Regions from separate parts of the Bombyx mori genome. Here regions 1 and 3 are each linked to region 2. A link is a contact called in public Hi-C data. All regions are on one chromosome and are shown on one strand. The core of a region is the stretch at or near the end of the contact, and the rest is flanking DNA. Distances in the headings are between cores, read along the strand shown.

Region 1 (3,930 bases), core at 555-3,054, 950 kb after region 2:
TAATAAATGTGACGATTACATATATTTCATATTAACAAGTTTCTGTATTACTTCTAAAAGTTATAATATATTTTTTATTTTAAAAACCACAACAACTTTAGAGGTAGGTACCGATGCACATACGTAAGTCTCAAATATTAAGTGTTCGATTATAGTGAATAATCTATGGTTTAATCTGTGTACGTCACTGAAGTAGGAAACCAGGTCTATGGTGAGGTGAATGAAGTTAGCCCCTCAAAAAAAATTTTTTTTCCTGTTTTCTACTTATTTTCTATTAATTCGTTTGTTCATCATTTGTTCTTGATTGTTCACTGTTAATAATTGTTTGTTCCCCATTTATTAATTTAAAAAAAAATATTAAAAATATATCTACAAGTTAGCCCCTCGATTGCAATTTTTAATATTTTTTCGTCCTTAATTACTCGTAAATATTCATTTTCGATTGTTCTTATATAAAATACGTTTGTTCTCTTTCGAAATTACTCATTTTTTGTTTAATTAACTATTTGTATTAGTTGAATAAATGTATACAAAATATGTGTACTGCGCATGCCATAAGTGTATAATCTATGGCGCATGCGTCAACTATAATGCCTAAACTTTCTACGCGGTTTTAATCGTGAAAAAAAAGCAATTATAAATCCTGAAGAATCAATTAATTGGTATACAGTTTAATTAAAAAAATAAAAAAATAAAATAATGTGCATTCGCGTAATGTTAGACCAAATACATTTTTTCCATCCTCCTATATACCTATCGCTATGAAGGTATAAAAAAGATAGGTTAAGAGTTCACGTAATATAAACAAATAAGTAAATATGTTCATTATTTATCTTTCAAGAGATAATGTAGGTATACATTATAATAACATTTTGACACAGTCGAAATTATATTCCTAACATTAGTAAAATAACATTTTAATATTTTTTTTATAGGTTATGTATTGAAATTGTTGGAAAATTATTTCATGTTTTAGCTGGAAAACGACATGGAGAATTATATGCAATACAAGATAATGAGCTCCATCAAATGAATTCGAATGAAACCAAACTGTTTACCATCCAAATTCGATTGTCGGGCAGATAGAAAACGAAAATTCACTCATAGTGAACCTCGGCCTTCATTTGTGAAACGGCAAAGACTCACTATTATCAAGGAAATTGAAGAGACGACTAAAAATGAGATGTATCGTATTATTATACCTTTGCCATCTTGTAGTCAAGGTAGGTGTAACTGTCAATAATTCGTTACACTCACAGATCTCCTAATCAAATAACAATATCAGAAAAAATGAGAATAGTTAGTTAGTTAGTGGAAGTAGCCAAAATGGGCAAGTGGACCTCAGTTCCTATTACATAAGGTACTAGGAAGTTTGTGATAATGAAAATTTATCACAGTGTAATATCACTTACTTACTCTAACAGTGAAGGAAAACATTGTGATGAAACCTGCACACGTAAATGTTCTTAGGATTTTCTTAGGTGTGTAATCCACCAACCAGCACTAGGCCAGCATGGTGGACTAAGGCCTAAAAACCCTCTCAATGGTAGTGAAGGCCAGTGTCCAGCAAGGGGATATATTATATGGGCTGATAATGATGACTAGGAAGTTAAATACTACTACTACTACTACGACAGTACACATATAATCCTATAATATATTTACAAACCATAAGTTTGTTGGAAATTGCTAACATTATTTCATATTTCCAGATGTCCAGCCACTTGAAAATAGGTGTAGTAATGACAAAGCTATCCAAGTAGCTCCAGCACAGGAACACAAAGGCAAGGCAATTGTGTATTGCCACATCACCCCTTAATATATCTGAAGCAAGTATAAGTAAACAATCAGAACCAGCAAAAAAAAAACTGTTGTTCCTGAGGACAAATTTGACAGTGATGAGTCAAATGCACTAGCAACAGAAGGATCAACTGTTGACTACAATAAATAACTACAATAAATAATTAATTGTAACTACAATAAATAATTAATAATCTAAAAACCAACATTTTCGTACTATGGAAAATAGGTTGTCCCATTGAGACCGCAATGATTTTGAACTCATTTATTTCATTACATTCTAAGAAACTGAATATATGTTAGTCTTAAACCACTACTTGGAATATTTGAATACATGTTTTATTTAGTATATTATGGTGAAATACGTCGTAAGTTAATCAGTTTTCGGAAAATAATATTGTCCCTAATAAAATTATAAAATGGAATTCCGATTTTGCTACCGATTTGCATGTCGAAAGATTTTTTAAACTAGGTAATTTAGTTAGTGTTTTTTTCTTTTGGCAGCACTATTGATGACATTTCACATCGCCATTTTGTTATGATGTCATATCGGTAATCGGTGGCGACAACAGCCGCGACATAACGTTGTCCTCTGCATTGTGGCGATTGTGGCGAGTGTGGATTTTGTTACCCTGTGTGAAGATAAGTTCAAGATACTTAATATTCTATTAAAATTAATGAATAGTTAATTTTATGGACTACAATTTGATATAAAATACCGTTTTAACTATTGAGTTTAAAAAAATTAGTATTTTATTGAAATTCTTACCCGTCCTTTCGTTACTTCTGTTTTTATTACTTTTGCGTGGTAACGTATAACCGGAACGAGAAGTAACAAAAAAGGAGTTTTTAAACCTAAGTACACATCTGACAAAGTTGCCATACTAGTATATAATGAAGACCCAACTGATTCATTAGAAGGTATAAGTTTTGTTTCCTTAATGAATGTTTTGTTTTTGGCATAATATTCGCAATAAATTTTTAATTTTTGTTTTGATTTTTACTTATTTTATTTTCATTTTTTGATATTATCAAGTATGTGTATGCTAAGCCTTACATTTCCAATTTTGTTACCCAAGCTTCTTGTTTTGTTACTGTCCCAAAGTTATGCTGATAATTATGATAAATATTTCTTTTTCTTTAAATTGAAACGCTATAATCAGTCATTTAAAAGAACTTCATGATAAATAAAATAGTAAATATAGCATCCTTCTTTTTCTATCTTATAGGAAAACTAAACATTTTGATTGGAAAGTATTCAAATGGTAACAAAAAATACTCCGTACTGCTAAAACAATTTAATTTATTATATTTTTCGCAATTTTAACTTTTCAAGATGTTGTTTAATCTATGATCTAATAGAAAAACATAAATTTATAATACAGTCTGCGTCTTTCTTCAGGAGGAAATCGCCGCACTTCCGCCCTTCACTGGGGTTGGCGGGCGGGGTATGTCAGTGTTGAACTGACTAAAACCTCTTGTCGCTCAACAACCAACATCCAAATCTTGTATGAGACAGAACTCATGAAAAGGCAAAGGGGGGAAAGTGAAGCGTTTAGTGCGGAGCACATCTCTCCCATCCCCCTCCCCCTCGGGACGTCGGACCGGCGGTCGTCGGCGCCACGACTACCAGCCCTCTCAGTCGGCAGGCTGACGCCGGTTAGAGTTAGTTATCCTACAGAATATCCCGCTGGGCTAGAACCACCCAGCTGGTGAAGGTAGGTGGGCACTCCGTGTCGTTCCAGCCCCCCCCCCCCTATCACGGACCAGGGCAGGGTGTTAAACACATTGGCGATATCGAACGACACCGCCAAAGCCACCCTACCCCCGGACACGGCCTCCTCCGAGAGGGCCCGCACGCGCAGGATCGCGTCTACCATTGAGCGGCCCTCTCGGAAGCTATACTGCTCCGCCGACAGGTCGGGTCCCACCCTGACCAGATGCAGGATGATGCAGGCCGCCAAAATGCGTTCTAGCAGCTTGCCCACCTCATCCAGCAATACGATGGGACGGTGCCCTGGGCGGGATCCGCCGGGCACCCCTCCTTTCTCAACAGCACGAGTCTGCTCGTCCTCCACGAGGAAGGAAACCATCCCGACTCGAGGCAGGAGTTGTAAAGCCTCAAGAGTC
Region 2 (3,827 bases), core at 1,315-3,814:
TTAATATAACAGTATTATTTTCAATTTCAAAATTAGTGTTTAAATTTTTGTACTTTACTTTCCTTTCAAACTACCTAATTACATGTCGTATTACCAACTTGAGATCCAACTCAAGATAGACTACTCCTTCTACTCTCTCCTTGTCTAGTCAGAGTAAAAACTTAAACAATTTAGTAACCACTTTGAGGTACACTTTCTTAAAAGAATAGCTGCGGTTAGTTTTGACGATCAGCTGCATGACTTAACAATCTATTTTTCTCGCGCTGCTCTCTCTTTGACGCCTATGTTAAAGCAAGTGCTTGGTAAGAATGGGCAGCGGCTCAGCTGTGCCTTGACATTACTGCAGCGTAGGAACGAAGGTGAGCGCTTACCGTCAGGTAGATCTATACTCATTTGCCTACAAAGGTACAAGGAGTAGGAAAAAATAATCTGTACCTGGTAAGATTTATAATCATCGAGTTCTCTGTAGATCACAACCTACCTTGAGATATGAGTTCTAAGGTATCAGTTTTTACAGTACAACGGCTACCTTGCCCTATAGATCGAAACACATTACTTCTTCATGGCAGAAATAGGCAGGGTGGTGTGTTACCTACGTTTGTGGAATCACCAGACTATCTACCTCCAGTAAATAAGCAAATTATAATTTTGCGGATTAGATTTTTATTACACGATGTTATTCCTGCACCGTGGAAGGTTAATAGTGAACATTCGATAAGTACGAATATCATTAGAAAACATGGTACTTGATAGCGGGATTTGAACACCGTTGCATCGCTAGGTTCGAATGTACCAGACCTCTTATCCTTTAGGCCACAACGACTTAAAATGGTTTGAAGGGTGCCATAATAATTACACAATGCAAATAGAAATTTCAACCTCATGCACCAATATTGGTAGCGGCATTGAGGTTGTGATGTCCAAGAGCTCTAGTCACCACTTATCAGTTGGCCGTTTAGGTTTATCGACATGGTTTATTTAGAGGAGCATATAAAGACTCTAGATATCGATTCTCGATTTTTTCAACAAATCCATTAAATTCTCATTGCATTATTATTATAGCTTAGCCAACTAAGCCAACATATTTAAATCACCTCTTAGTGTCTATGGTCTTCCTGTTTAATTTAATTTCTTATTAAATACGTTACATTTGTTCCATTTCATTCTTCGTACAATATTTTCAGCCTTAGTTACAAAATATTTGCTGTATGGCCTAGTTACTTTTGTCTGTCCAATAAACGAACTAAACATTCTCTGTGGTTCGATGGCTTAGTTTACATATTACGTGTATTATCTGTGCTATTTATCATAGATACCTACCTACTTGGCTTAAAAAACTTTGTTTCGAAGCCACTAGAAATTTATAAAAAAAAATCTACCTACTACCTACATATCACTACTAAAGATGGGTTAATACCGATATTTGTCAATATTAGCGAATACGAATATATTCATGATGTAATATTATAATAACTTAACTAATGCGTGAATATATCCTGATATCTTAATATACTTCGATAAAACGGGTAAACGAGTTAACCGAGTACGGTATTCGTGAAATAAGTTAATAATCATAGATAATACACATAAATTAGTTATTAAATTAATATAAATAGTATACTGTATCTAGGAATTTGATTTCATACTAAATATTTTACAAGTAATATTATGTACATTAATATGAATATTATTATTAAACCAGAATTTGGTCAACATTGTACATTAATATAAACAACAAGTTAGTAATATTATTTATTTCTTATTGGTGCATAAAAACATCAGCTTTTTTACTTTTTCTACCGAATGACCGGTACGTCGCTCAGAAATGAGTATTCCAGATTTCGAAAAAATCCTCTGATACGGTACTGAGGTGGCTAGTAGGTACACAACAGTTATATTAATAGTATAATCCATGAACCGTTTGGTTAGAAAGTCATTTCGATTCAAAAATCAAACTTTTATTTATAGTTTGAGAAGTTCTTAGAAGATAATTAACTACTACCACAAAAATATATTGTCATCATAATTTATTACATATAAACATTTAATGAAAATAAAGCTCACCGATTTTATTCCAATAAATGTGGAAATGCACTATTTTGTCTTGAGTCGAATCTTTAGTACAAACATAAAAAGTAATGCATTTAAAAATTCCCACTGGCATCTTTGACATGTAAAAAGTGCAATACAAAATAGTCCTTAAACTCATAGCGAAATATAGTTATTTTCATTGCTCAGTATATAAACATGTAGATTATCTCACTTACTCTTAGCGCATGCAGTGCATTGATATGAATGTGATAAACAGATATCCGCGAGACACGTACGGCGTATGTCAGTATATTTTCGTGTGATAGATATTTCGCTAGGAGTAACAGTGTTCTGTGGATAGATACAACCCGACTGATGTGAGCTGGCTATTATTATGAATAAGTGAATACGGAATATTAGCATATCAGAATTCGACGGATTACCGATAGACGAATACAAGCTGTATTACGAATATCTTAGTGAATGCTAATATATCGGTATCACCCTTAACCACTACCTACCGTATTCACTTCTCTTAAAAATGTGTATAATCTATGCTTCTCATTTTGACAATAAATAAAAAAAAAACCTGAAGATTTCCTTTCCTGTACTTAGCTGTTTATTGTATGTAATCAAATTAAATTTAGGTTAAACTGAACTAAAAAATTATAAACTGTGCAGAACGTAGAACTTAACATGGACAGCAAGACAACAAAAATGCCGAAAGTGGCAAAGGTACGAAAAAAGTGTTTGATGGTATTGTTGAATAATATTACTCCAATTTTAACATGGATCTCACGATTTTTAGGTGAAGAATAAAGCACCAGCAGAAATCCAAATAACAGCTGAACAATTACTTAGGGAAGCCAAAGAACGAGACCTTGAGATATTACCACCGCCACCTAAACAGAAAATATCTGATCCTGAGGAACTTCGAGACTACCAACATCGTAAACGTAAAGCATTTGAGGACAACATAAGAAAGAACAGACTTGTAAGTAAATTCAATTTATTAGTCGCTTACAATGTATAAATGACTGTTTTTCCTATTAATGTAATTGTTTCTCAGTTTTAAGACCATCCAATGCTTAGTTTTACTAGCTGATAGAGTTCACCAAATTAATTTCATTAATTGATTTCGTGCCATTACGATCCTTTGAACAATATAGGTTTCATGCTGTTTCCACAATAAGAAGGGTACTAAACAATTTCTACTCAGAGCATTACTGACGAAAACCAGATGAGGATACTTTTATTTAGTAGTATTTCTTCAAGAAAACAACAAATAATATAATAATATCGAATTTTAGTTTAATGGATGCTTTGTTTTTGTTTTCAGGTTATTGGGAACTGGCTTAAATATGCACAATGGGAAGAATCACAAAAGCAAATCCAAAGAGCTCGTTCAATATATGAGCGTGCTTTGGATGTGGATCACAGAAATGTTACCTTATGGTGAGAGCTATCATTACAATTAACAATTTTATTTGAAAAATTATTAACTTATGTGCTCTTGGTACTGCCAGTGTTTAAACCATATGACTATTTTAAAAAATGTTTGAGAAATCTGTGGTGTTAATTTTTTTTTGCATTCTTGGCTCATCTGATAGTAATTGTTAGTCACACTACTGAGTACTCTTTGTAAGCCTCATTTGAACAAGGACATATTGTTGGATCACTCAAGACATGGGCTTTAGAACAAAATTCATGTCACAGTGAAGAAAAAAATTAATTCTTAAAGAGTTACCATACAAAGATCAGCTTATAATAGAACATATAAAAAAGATTCCTATGTC
Region 3 (3,932 bases), core at 1,335-3,834, 850 kb after region 2:
AAGTTAATGATGCCTGTCTTTTCTATTAACCAATTAATTGTGTTTTAATACAATTTAGTATGTTTTTTTTTATCTTCAAAATGGTGAACAGATAGATGTTCATATTGCCTATATCATAATTTATTTAAACAATATAGTATCAATTGTCACCACCTGCCTACCTACCTACTTATATTTCAAGAATCTATTGATTCTAAAACTATAAATTTCTTTCTTACTTGCATAGCATTACTAATCATTAAATGTTAATTTTTTGTTTCACATAAACTATTATTAAATCTCTACATAAATACATAGAATTAAATCAGTTGAATGAAAACAAGTTAAACATTACTTGGCTGACTTTTATTTTTAAGCGAGTTCTTGAGTGTTGAACTTATGCATTGCAAATTCACTCAGCTCACAATATGTAATATTTATTTCTCTTACACAAAAAAAACATACAATGATAGTACATTAAAAATTATATTTTCATCATTTTTTATTTACATTACATAACGTACATACCTCACTTAAATTCAGTCAAATTGTAACATTTAACCTATAAAATAACTTTGATATAATATAAACTTGCACTACTCTGGTTATAAATGAACAATACGTCATTTAAATGAAATAATGAAGGTATTCAATACCTAGGAGGCACTCTTACACTATGATTTTAAAACAAACATAGTTTCCTCTATTCTACTTTGTAACTAAGAATAACTGTTTCTTCTTCATTGTAGCACATGGAAACTTTTCAATTCACTTTCATTTACAATTTGTAAAAGAATCTGTAAGTCATCTAAATTGGTTATAAATTTTGGTGCTCCCACTAGTTCAACAGATGTGCCATTTATTTGTATGAAGTACATAAGATTCTTTTGACATGTTACAGACTTGCAACATTCCCCGTCTTTATTTTTCTTAAAGATAACTTCAGTTATCAAGTCTGCATTTGCTGATAATTTGCTATTGATGGATAGATCTTCTGATGGGCCTAATTTACTACTATGCTTTTCAGTTTCATTTTTGATATCACTATATATAGTTTGATTATTCGTCACAGGTTCATTGTTTAAATATTGTTGGTCATTGGGTTTTTCTGGTATTACTGCATTTTCTTTATCATGATTTTTAGTTAATTCTGTATCATTAGTTATAGTTTGTGGCTCGGGTGGTAAATGTTCCTCAATTCCTTTTTGAAGTGCCTCATCTAAAATTGAGGGGCTGTGAGGATTTACAATGTCACTATTTTCATTAGCTTGCACATTATTAATTGGCTCTTCACTCGGTTGCAATGTGTTGAGTTGAGCAACATCAGCAATTAAATTGCTCACATCATTATTTTCAACCTCCATGGGTGTTGACTCTGTAATTTCTCTTCCTGAAGTAGGCTCGCCAAGTAGTATTGCTTCCACATCACTAGATTCCAAATTGGTTTTAGCGTCTGGTATATCACTTTTCTCAATTTCTTTACTATTTACTGTTTTATCATTTAAAATGTCCATTATTGATGGAAACTCATCTGATTTTTCTTCTGTCTTTAATGTAGTTTTTCCATTGTTCATCAAATCTTCCAATTCTGCAGCAATTCTATCATAAACTTTGTCATCTGTGGGCTCTTCAAGAGCAGGTTTTGGATTATAGTCTATACTCCACTCATCAGAAGGGAGCAAATTTTCATCAATTTGCAGCAAAAGTTCTGCCAATGTTGTATTTGGTTTGGAATCACTATTATCACTATTACTAGGTGTGGAAAAAACAACATGATAGTGTTTAATTTTTATATTATTAGTTATGTTATTGTAGTTAGAATTGCGGTCTTTTATTAAAGATTCTTTTAATCTATTATTCTCTTTGAGGATATTTGCTGCTTTAGAATTTGTAGATTGATTTATTTTCTTTCCTTTGGAACTCTCTTTTGTAGGATAGTCCTCATTTCGTACGAAGCCATTTTCGTTACTCTTTAACTTTGATTTTAAATTTGGATTAGTTGATTTTCCTTTAACTGTGCTGCTACTGCTTTGAAACTGAATCTTCACTTTGGTGAATTTTCCCAATATCCTGGCAAAGTCCATTCGTGTAACCACTACAGAACACTCGCGGCATTTTCCTTCTTTAAACAGACGTTCTAAATTTTTTGATAACTTAGATTTTGTCCTCCTGTTTTTCGAAAGAATTGTTTTGGACAACATCGTGTTTTATTACGATTTAGTTATTGGTAACGTTTTTGTTGACGAAAAAGAAACGGGACGCAATCACATTTCCCGCGCAGACTATTATATGTAAACAGTTCACAAAAATATACCAAAATTATGATACACTAGTAACATATCTCATTTGGGCACAAAATATTGTAAATAAACATATGCAGTTATTTTTAATACCATGAAACAATCAAATTTTCAGATACTGTACGAAACACAAGTCAAACTCAACGCAAAAATGGCGTCTTAATAGTGAAGTGAAAGACATGAGCGAATAGTTATGACATATCGACTGTAAAATGCCTGCTCCATCAACGTATTTTAAAAACTCTGCAATTATTAAGTTTTTTATTAATTAAACGATATAATTGAAAAACCTTTAATATTGATATTTTAGAGAGTATAATATATGCACATTTATATATATATAAACGAAGACAAACATTAGTCTTGTTCACATAGTGTTGGGAAATTTAGTTTCGGGTTGAAATCTAATGCTATTTAATCTAACGTGATGAAAATGCACCACCGAAATGAACCATCAAAAGTTTAAAAAAACGTTATGATTATTAGGGCATATTGAGAGCCCACACAGGTAAGACAGCCATTCTGCCTGTCGTGAAACTGTCAAAACATTTCGGTGTAGAGGGGTTGTACGTTTAATGGCCCCATTCATTAAATTAAATGAGCATTAGGTGACATTCGTGGGGATATTTAACGAAATTAAACTATCAATGTGTATGGCAAACCAAGATGGGTATATATGGATCGACCAAATGGCTTTAGTGGTGCTGGGCCGCAAATAAGAATAAAGCTTTGAGTTACTTCTTATTTTCCTAACCCTGTTTTAATAATAAGCTTTAAAATATGTTATTTAATCTAATTGGATATAATTACGACATGAATTTAATTATGCTGCTAATTAAAAATAAATATCATTGCTATAAATATTTAAAAATGTGTCATTAACTTGTGTGTTAGCATTTTGTAGTCGTCTGTGGTGTTATTGTTTTCCGGCACGAATTTCCGGCAAAAAAGCCGGTCCGATCAGGTTATGCAATTTTTTTAATATTCTTAATTCATCTTAAGTTCAGACTTCAACATGTTAAAATGATGGTATATCATTGTTTAGCATCCCTGAAGGTGTACAAGTATGGAAAATGAAAGGAAATCGTTGGACCTAACTTTTCAGGTTCTCCCAAAACATCCACTGTAAGTAGTTTCAATGTTCATCTACCATTTTACTGGGATATTTTATTTCATTTTATATTGTGTCGTTTTATTCCATTTGTGATTCGTGATCGATTCCTTCGAAAATACTGAAGTTAATAGGTAGAAATAAATGTTTGAATACAGTAAAACAAATTAAAGAAATATAAATTTTAATTGACTTAATTTTTTAAGACTGGTCATTTTCCAATCTAATTTTACATGAAGTTTTTCTTTTTATGCTGAAAAAAGTTAGAGATTTGTATCACAATGTGTTTAGACACATTGCTCTTGACAGATATATCTGATGATTTGATGTATCAGATAGCCTATAGTCAATTAGGTGATTGTCCTTTTTCAGGATATAACTGGATTCAGGTTAAGTACTTAAATTTATCTAGGTATATGGTTTTAGGTTATTCGTTAGGTAGAGGCTCAGTTGCACTGCAACTACTATCAGCCTTCGAAGGCAAAGAAAAATATTGCTATTTTTATTTTTTTATCTAAGATATATATTCGTTTGTAGTGTTT

Evidence for each region. Hi-C and Micro-C count contacts between places; a contact is called where the count stands out from the background.
Region 1: a Hi-C map of middle silk gland shows a contact between it and region 2, with 2.4 times the contacts expected there. The contact joins the promoter of LOC101745827 here to the promoter of LOC101742693 in region 2. A contact is called at or near these places in 2 of 7 Hi-C or Micro-C datasets (middle silk gland and whole pupa).
Region 3: a contact with region 2 is called in a Hi-C map of middle silk gland, with 2.0 times the contacts expected there. The contact joins the promoter of LOC100174822 here to the promoter of LOC101742693 in region 2. A contact is called at or near these places in 2 of 7 Hi-C or Micro-C datasets (middle silk gland and posterior silk gland).

Annotation. Positions count from the first base shown.
Region 1 is chr18:6,650,927-6,654,856 of ASM3026992v2, forward strand. It overlaps LOC101745827 (CLK4-associating serine/arginine rich protein), which reads right to left and starts at 1,805. Exons shown (of 15, transcript XM_062673655.1): 1 at 1,670-1,805. The coding sequence starts at 1,696. LOC101745966 reads left to right here and starts at 2,352. Exons shown (of 5, transcript XM_062673657.1): 1 at 2,352-2,721.
Region 2 is chr18:5,695,793-5,699,619 of ASM3026992v2, forward strand. LOC101742693 (protein crooked neck) reads left to right here and starts at 2,565. Exons shown (of 5, transcript XM_038017192.2): 1 at 2,565-2,766; 2 at 2,840-3,025; 3 at 3,371-3,486. The coding sequence starts at 2,728.
Region 3 is chr18:6,550,240-6,554,171 of ASM3026992v2, forward strand. It overlaps LOC100174822, which reads right to left and starts at 2,585. Exons shown (of 1, transcript NM_001130876.1): 1 at 447-2,585. The coding sequence starts at 2,180. The coding sequence ends at 720. It overlaps LOC101745091 (ribokinase), which reads left to right. Exons shown (of 6, transcript XM_004928185.5): 6 at 1-477.